Linked DNA regions of Mus musculus: regions 1 and 2 are each linked to region 3. A link is a contact called in public Hi-C and targeted proximity ligation data. All regions are on one chromosome and are shown on one strand. The core of a region is the stretch at or near the end of the contact, and the rest is flanking DNA. Distances in the headings are between cores, read along the strand shown. Region 1 overlaps Prkg1 (protein kinase, cGMP-dependent, type I). Region 2 overlaps Prkg1 (protein kinase, cGMP-dependent, type I). Region 3 holds the start of Cstf2t (cleavage stimulation factor, 3' pre-RNA subunit 2, tau).

Region 1 (2,702 bases), core at 13-2,512, 300 kb after region 3:
AAGTGAGGCAGACGTGGCACTTGGAGAGTGTGATTCTCTTTAGTAAACCTGGAATTGAGAGCAAGTGCCACGTGGCTCCAGCTAATGGTTGCCACAAACAAAACAACCATGTTTCCTTGTGGCTTTCAATATTTATAATCAGAAGCCATAAATGAAAATTGTAGGTAAGACTTCAAAGATTTTATGTCAAAACTATTAAAATATAAAATTGCGTATTCCCAGTTTAATTGACAAAGTGCTTCGTGTCACAAGCATGAGGACATGAGTCCAATCTCTAGATTCTACATTAAAAAGCTGGGCTGTGCTGCAGAGGCAAAGGCAGGAGGATCTTGGGGGTTCACTGGCCAGTCAATATAGTTAGATAAGTAAGCTTCAGGTTCATTGGGAGACCCTGTCTTTTAAAATACTGGAGGGAGACACCTGACATTGACCTTTGGCAGTGTATACATGTGCTCATATATCTGTCCCCCTCCCAGGATAGCCTATGAAATAAACACACAAAATAATGGGAAAGATTTGGTCCTTAGGAATAGCATTTACCAAGCAAGAATAGAAGAATATCTACACAGAAACATAGGAATAGTACAGTTATTGGTGGACATGGAAGACTTGTGCTTTGAGAGAGGAGTCAAGGCCTTCTACTACTTTTATTGTACTAAATATGATAGTAAGAGCCCTACTTATTGGTAAATGCAGAATAGCAGCGTTATGGAAATATAGAATTACAATTCTCATTTTTGGTATATGACTTGATTCTAAGTAGAGAAAACCCCCAAAGAATCTGTAGAAAGACCACCAGGACAGAGTTACTTAGCAAAGCTTCTAGATACTAGAGTCAGAACTTGGTTTATTTATGTATTAATAACACGCCATAGCATAGAATTTTCAAATACTGTTTGTGAAATCTCAATATGCCTCAAAATAGAATTAAACCTGAGGATGACAGGCAAAAGTGCTTTTCAACAACCTATCAACTTTACCACACTCGAAATAACCAGTTTCTCTCACCCCAGACCATTGCTAATAACTCACAATTCTATTAGGTCTATGACAAGTGGCCACAACAAACATGACATGAAATAATAAGACATGTGCTCAGCTATTCGTTTATTTTCAGTATTTTTAACACTTCAAAAGTATCAAAAACTGGACGGGAAGCAGGTTTTGCCTTTTCTTTCATCCATTTCTTTCTCTGGCAGTGTGTATGGGTTGCCTAGGAAACAGTTACAGCAGGGGACAGAGCTGCTGTGCTGTCTCCCAGAGTTGGGCATAGCTCTCAGTAGTAACATGTCAGCTCTCAGCTCTGGCGGAAGGGCTCTTATGCAGCTCCACTTGGTACCAGAATCATTTACTTCTAGGAACCATTGGCTGCATGCCTTGCTAATAGCTTTTGGCAGGAGGCAAGAAAAGAGTGATAGTGGCAACGAAGAACTAAGAAATAGAAAAAGGTTAGCAAAACTGGCCCTAAGATAAACGGTCAAGAGATCACAGCATAACAACAAGATGTTTACTTAAAACGATCTTAGCTACCAAGGAAGAGAGTACCCAAGGCATTGCTGGCCGGTGGCAATGCCCCTGATACTCACTACAGAGTCTTAGAAAGCCACAGGGAGAAAGAAGAATCATAGCCATCATGTGACAAGAACCATGACGCTGTATATGTTTTCATCGTTTTAAACTTGTTTTGTATTCAGAGATAATATAGAGTATAAAGAAACCAAATTACTTCCTTAAGATTACTTGATTATTCAGCATGAAGATGGGGTTAAATCCAGAACAAAATCCACTGTTCATGACTCATAAAATCAGTTTATGACTCATAAAAGACATAGTTTGAGATACAGGTAGACTAGATGGAGGTAAAGACTACAGCACTCACAAAGAAGGTGAAAATCCTGCAGTCCTGAATTAACAGGTAGGGCTGCAGTCATGGTGTAGGATATAAGAAGTTAAAAGAAAATAGAGGGCAGACCAGCAATGACCCCTAAGGACAAACCAATGAGCTGGTTTTTAGTCTACAAATTTTCATCCCATACGGCAGCCAGAAATATACCAATGTGGGTCATCTGAACTGGTGAACACTTTGGGCACACTATGAGTAGATGTCTAACACTTAATACAGAAACATTCCTGAAAAACAATCACTAATAATTTCATATTAAAACACATTGACATAATATTTTGGATATACTGGATTGTGCCTATCTTTAAAACTAGCTTTACCCAAATAGTTATTTTTAATGATGCTTCTGGAGAGCCAAATTTATATTTATGGTTCATATTTTATTTAAATTGATCACATGAGATGTCATATAAAAGTGCCATGTAAAACGTGAGAAGAAACAGAATACCTGAACTCAACCTCTCTCTGTCTCTGTCTCTTTCTCTTGCTACTCGATATTATTACTGCTTTATTGTATCTAATACTTTAGAAATAGGCACATGGGTCTCTTATTCTGGAAAGAAAGAAAAACAGAGAATAGTTTCACTGAAAACTCTCCCCAAAAATAGTTTAACCAAACTCCAATACAGAAATAAAGATGGATTTATTCACCTGATAGTATTTATATCTTACAAAAAGGGTGGAGGTACCAGAAAGAAGCAAACTAATAATAATGGCTTTGTAAGAAAAACGGTCTTCTAGAGGCTTATCCTTCCAGAAAGAGCAGTCAAGCAGGGAGCTGCCATGCACAATCACAGCA
Region 2 (2,944 bases), core at 299-2,798, 320 kb after region 3:
GAATATAGATTAGAAGGGGAGATATTTAACATCTCAGCCAAGTTTTCAAGGTAAAACTCACCCTCAACACTCATCCATATTTGCCTCATGTTTCCTATATTCAGCACTCCTTTATTATCTCTGCTAATGAGTTTGAATATGTGTGCCTTTAATGGCTGCCTCACTAAGTCAGTCTTTCTTGCTGGGAGTGTGAGATGTGTCTGAGGTCAAGTGAGTCTGACTGCCTTGATTCATATCACAAACTTGCTTCCAACTGGGGAAGGCAGAGCTCTCAGGCCATTCCCCCAAGCTTCTGTGCCTGCACCTCTATTAGACATATGAAATGAACACCTTCTGGAAGTAATCAAGTCATGAACTCAGCTCACAGCCAGCATAGAAGTGTCCTCAATGGACTCATGGCTATGATTATAGGACCCTAAGACTCATCTTTCCCCCTTATTTCTATGGTATTTGTGTTCCTTTTTTAATTTTAATTTTAGTTTTAATTTTAATTATCTGGCACCATCCTGCCTTTGTCATTTCACTGGTAATGAAGCTCATTTAGAGCAGGAGATATGAATTATAACTCCAACATTATCTACCTAATTTAGTAGTTCTTTGTGTATCTTATTTCCAAGAGTCCTTAGAATGTATCCGTCTTAAATCCACACATACACACAGAATGTGAAGTCAAAATAAGTAGTTTCCTACTTTCTCCATGTAAAATCCCTTATTTAGGACTTGAGAAAGAATATGTCATAACAAATATTCTGTTTTTACAGTTAGGTTAGAGATGAGTTGGGAGAGGGAGGGAGGGAAGGAGGGAGAAAGAGAGAGAAAGAGAGAGAGAGAGAGAGAGAGAGAGAGAGAGAGAGAGAGAGAGAGTCTCACTTTGATGATAGGTGAGTGTACACTTAAATTCACTCATAATATTTCACTGAATGTAAGAAACTTAATCTGTAGTTTTGTCCACATGAATCTGATTTAGTGGCAAAAGTCATGATCAGCAGACACATATCTTGAGCACTTCATGAAGAGTATTTTATCCTTGAGGCCAGTAAATTTTCATTGATAAGAGGTGATATATAATCAATCTTATATCTAGATTACCTAGATATAAGATTGAATATTGGATAGTGGGTCTGGTTTTGTAAAAACTAACAAACATCCTATCACCACAGGGTCAAGTCAACTGTTGCCAATTAGACTCATTTTCACCCTTCAAATTCTGGATTCTGTCCACTAACAATGAGTAAGGTTTTTTCCCCTCTTTAATAGCTGAGACGCTATGTCTTAAAGGAAGAAAAAAAGAAATGAACAGGGGAGCTCAAAAAGCCCTCCACAGATAAGGACATTCAAGTGTTGTCACAAATGTATCATGCTGAGGTAGCAGTATGCAGTACTGATGCTACATCAGAGTAGGCTGCAGGTTGGGAGGCAGGTTAAGCCATGATACAAAGATCAGGTTCTTAGAGACCTCCTGAGGCTTCCCTGCCAGTTAGGACTAGAGCACAGGGCATAATGGGGGAATTCTCCCCACGGTTTGGTTAATGTTTCTGCTGGTGGCAGTCATTCTTGAAAATGAAAGCAAAAGCAAAGTTCCCAGGCCCTCAGGAGGTTTAGGTTATGATTAGGTTATATTAAGGAGTAGAGGAAATTACTTCTTAAAAAGTTAACTTTTATTGTGGAAACATACACATTTGGTAAGCTGCAGAGTTTACCATTCCACAGAATCACTGTTAGCAGGGGAGATAGCAATGGGACAGTTGAGTCTGAGGGTGATAGACACTGAGTAAACTTAGTGTAAAAAGTTTATGACATTGTTCATTCTGATAAAATGTGTTGATTACACTTCCAATGTTGATTCCAAATGACTTTCTTTTGCTACCTCATTTGACTAGTATGTTTTATCAAGATATTCTAAATTTAGACCATGGATGTTTCTATTTCTTGTGCTACACCTGAGAGAGTGCCAAGGAGAACATATGTAGCCAGGTAGAGAAGTTTTCATCTTGTATCTGGAGATATGAATAACCATGTTCAAGTGAAAACCCAAAAGCAAAGGAAAAAAAAAAAAGAAGACACCTTGAAAGCCAATGAAGAATGAGCACATATTCACCAAAAATAGCATCAGTTTGTTTTCCCTACTGTGGGATGTGCTGTCTAGCTGATCTTATTGTCAAACAAGTCATTCATGAAGGCAGGCTTGCTAAAGGCATGAAACACTTTGAAAAATGGAAGGATTTGAAATATCAGCTCTTTGTTAAGGTAGAACACCACACACAGTCTACTTTTGCCTGACACCTCCTGTCTTCCTTATTAAGGGATACTTAATCTCTTTATTTAATGTGTGTACATGTGTATATGTATGTTCATGTGTATTTCAGTCCGTGTCCATCTGTGTACTTGTATGTGTGGAGGCTGGATGATAATGTCAAGTGTCATTATCAGCAATATCACCTACATTCTTTGAGACAGAGTCTCTGATCATCCTGGAGCTCACCAACTAGGGTCAACTGACCATTCAGTAAGCTTCAGAGAGCCCTGTGTTTCTGCCTGCCAACATCTGAATGACAAACATGTACCACCATGCCCAGTATTTCTCTTGGACTCAGGTCTCTGTGTTTATAAAGTAGGGCTTTACCAACGGACATAGCTCTGTCTCCAGTACACAAGTGCTAATATCAACAAGGCACTCTCTTCTTACCATCTACCCAAGCCTGGCTTCACTCAAATGCACCTCTCATTTAGAAAGACAGTGTTGGCATGGCACTGGTACTCACTAGATCAGGGGTGAGCACACACTTTAAGTTCTCTTGGTAGCAGAGACAGTTTTTCTACTTACAACTTTACTTCCTAGGAAAGCATATGGCTTCCAGGGCCATCAGTAAGCATCAATGCACAGGAAAATAACCGGACTCAGGATGCCTACGCTGAGAGGGTCGAAATAACAACATCCTTGCCA
Region 3 (2,700 bases), core at 152-2,651:
AGACATAAAGAGCTCCGGGATGTCCTGGAAGTATCCCAAGTGCTAGGATTAAAGATGAGCCGCCATGCCTAATTTATGGTGAATGTTTTATTTAATGTTTTAAAACCTTTAAGTATCTCATAGGCCCCACGTGTTGCTTTGTTTGTTGGTTACTGTGTTTTCTTTGACCATCAGGTAAAGATAAGGCTTGTGGTGCTTGCCTCTAATCCCAGCATACACTGGGAGAAGCAGGAGGATTGCAAATTTGAAGACAGCTTAAACTACATACACAGTGAATTTTTCAGGCCAACCTGGGCTGTAGAAGGGCCCTGTATTAAAATAACAAAATTTGTTTTAGTATACCTGATAACTTAATTTATTGAATTAATTGACAACTGAATGTAAAAATATACCATCTACATTAACATAACACATATCTGGGTGTAGTGGCCCACTCCTTTAAGCCCAGCACTTGGAAGGCAGAGGTAGGTGGATCTCTTGAGTTCAACGCCAGCCTCATCTACAGACTAAGTTCTAGGGCAGCCAGGGCTACACAGACAAACTCTGTCTCAAAAAACAAAAACAAAACCAAGAACAAAACAAAATATAAACCATGATATTTTTTGAATTTTTTTCCAAGTTAAAACAGTGAAAATTATGTTTGGTCATTTAAAATAAAATGGCAGTATTTAAAGTACAAAACTGGCAAGAGAAGTGGGCGGTGGTGGTGCACACCTTTAAGCCCAGCGGAGGATTCTGGGAGCTGGAGGTCAGCCTGCGCTCCAGGATAGGACTACATAGAGACCTTGTCTCTAAATAATAAATAAAATCACAACTACTTATATGTGTACAATAAAAGTTTAGTCGATTAATCCAGACTCTGCAGTCATACTTTTTAGTTAATTCCACTTTAGCATTGATGTCAATTAAAATTTGTAAGGGGAGAGAGAAATGATCACACAACAACCTGCGCACACAGAAGATACCAGGGAAGACCCTGGACTTGGTAACAGTTTGAACAAGCCATAGCTTGGGGGCGGGGCTGCGGCTGACAGAAGCGCTATTTTATCTTTGCGATAATTATGTTTAATGTTGTTAAGCTATTTTAAGGGATAAATAACAATATTTTTACCTCATAATATTGGATATAATTTTAAATATTTCTATTATCCTACACTAAACGAAAGCTGTGAAAACACATTAAGCCTTAAATCAGCTTCCGGCTTGCGGTTTCCCGCCGGTGGAACGCAATGAAAACAGCCCCGAGTGTGTGGAAACACAGACGCTGCCGGTTACCCCATGGAAGCCCGATCGGCCATTTTTAATGAGGTCAGTCGTAGTGCATCCTGTGCCCGCAGGAAGCGGGGGCGGGACGCCGGGAAAACTCGACCAATAGGACCATGGAACGGAATCCTGTTGTCAGTAAGTAGGCGCGGACAACCGAGCTCACGGCCCGGGGCGGAAGGCGTTAGATAAATTAGTCCGGTCTCAGGAAGCAGTGTCTGCGGCCTAACGGAACTACAGATTCCTAACAGAAAGGTTTCTGTCCGGAGCTTGCTATCTGCTTCCGTTACAGAGCGGAAGTGTGGTTCGCCAGAGGACGACCCTTAGACGAATTCAATCTCCGCTGTCCTCTCGGCAGCAATCATGTCGAGTTTGGCGGTCAGAGACCCAGCCATGGATCGATCGCTGCGTTCGGTGTTCGTGGGGAACATTCCGTATGAGGCGACGGAGGAGCAGTTAAAGGACATTTTCTCAGAGGTTGGTTCAGTTGTCAGTTTCCGTCTCGTCTACGATAGAGAGACTGGGAAGCCCAAGGGTTATGGCTTCTGCGAGTACCAAGACCAGGAGACTGCGCTCAGTGCCATGCGAAACCTCAATGGGCGAGAGTTTAGTGGGAGAGCGCTTCGGGTGGACAATGCCGCCAGCGAAAAGAACAAGGAGGAGTTAAAGAGCTTAGGCCCGGCGGCCCCCATCATTGACTCCCCCTATGGGGACCCTATCGACCCAGAAGATGCTCCAGAATCGATTACTAGAGCAGTCGCCAGCTTGCCCCCAGAGCAGATGTTTGAGCTCATGAAGCAGATGAAGTTGTGTGTCCAGAACAGTCACCAGGAAGCTCGAAACATGCTACTTCAGAACCCACAGTTGGCGTATGCTTTGCTGCAGGCACAAGTGGTGATGAGAATCATGGATCCAGAGATTGCACTGAAAATTTTGCATCGTAAGATACATGTCACACCACTGATCCCAGGCAAATCTCAGCCGGTCTCTGGGCCTGGCCCTGGTGGGCCTGGGCCTAGTGGGCCTGGCGGCCCTGGCCCCGGCCCTGCCCCTGGCCTCTGCCCGGGACCTAACGTCATGTTGAACCAACAGAATCCTCCTGCCCCTCAGCCTCAGCATCTGCCAAGAAGACCTGTGAAGGACATTCCACCTCTGATGCAGACCTCTATCCAGGGAGGAATTCCAGCTCCGGGGCCAATACCAGCTGCAGTTCCTGGACCTGGACCTGGTTCCTTAACTCCAGGAGGAGCAATGCAGCCACAAGTTGGCATGCCAGTGGTTGGTCCAGTGCCCCTGGAGCGAGGACAGATGCAGATATCAGATCCTAGACCTCCGATGCCTCGTGGACCCATGCCTTCTGGTGGCATACCTCCTCGAGGACTACTGGGAGATGCTCCAAATGACCCACGTGGAGGGACTTTGCTCTCAGTGACTGGA

The links. Hi-C and Micro-C count contacts between places; a contact is called where the count stands out from the background.
Region 1: a contact with region 3 is called in a Hi-C map of cortical neurons, with 4 times the contacts expected there. A contact is called at or near these places in 3 of 39 promoter capture datasets (the 3T3-L1 cell line and hippocampal neurons) and 1 of 484 Hi-C or Micro-C datasets (cortical neurons).
Region 2: a contact with region 3 is called in a targeted proximity ligation map of memory CD8 T cells, with 6 read pairs. A contact is called at or near these places in 3 of 39 promoter capture datasets (the 3T3-L1 cell line and hippocampal neurons) and 3 of 130 datasets of targeted methods (bone marrow-derived macrophages, large pre-B cells and memory CD8 T cells).

What each region holds. Positions count from the first base shown.
Region 1 is chr19:31,382,804-31,385,505 of GRCm38.p6, forward strand. All of the region lies in intron 2 of Prkg1 (protein kinase, cGMP-dependent, type I), which reads right to left. Among named protein-coding and RNA genes, the nearest start is that of 8430431K14Rik, 170 kb to the left of the region's middle.
Region 2 is chr19:31,403,628-31,406,571 of GRCm38.p6, forward strand. All of the region lies in intron 2 of Prkg1 (protein kinase, cGMP-dependent, type I), which reads right to left. Among named protein-coding and RNA genes, the nearest start is that of 8430431K14Rik, 190 kb to the left of the region's middle.
Region 3 is chr19:31,081,440-31,084,139 of GRCm38.p6, forward strand. It overlaps Cstf2t (cleavage stimulation factor, 3' pre-RNA subunit 2, tau), which reads left to right and starts at 1,402. Exons shown (of 1, transcript NM_031249.2): 1 at 1,402-2,700. The coding sequence starts at 1,627. The region is part of intron 3 of Prkg1 (protein kinase, cGMP-dependent, type I); the gene reads right to left.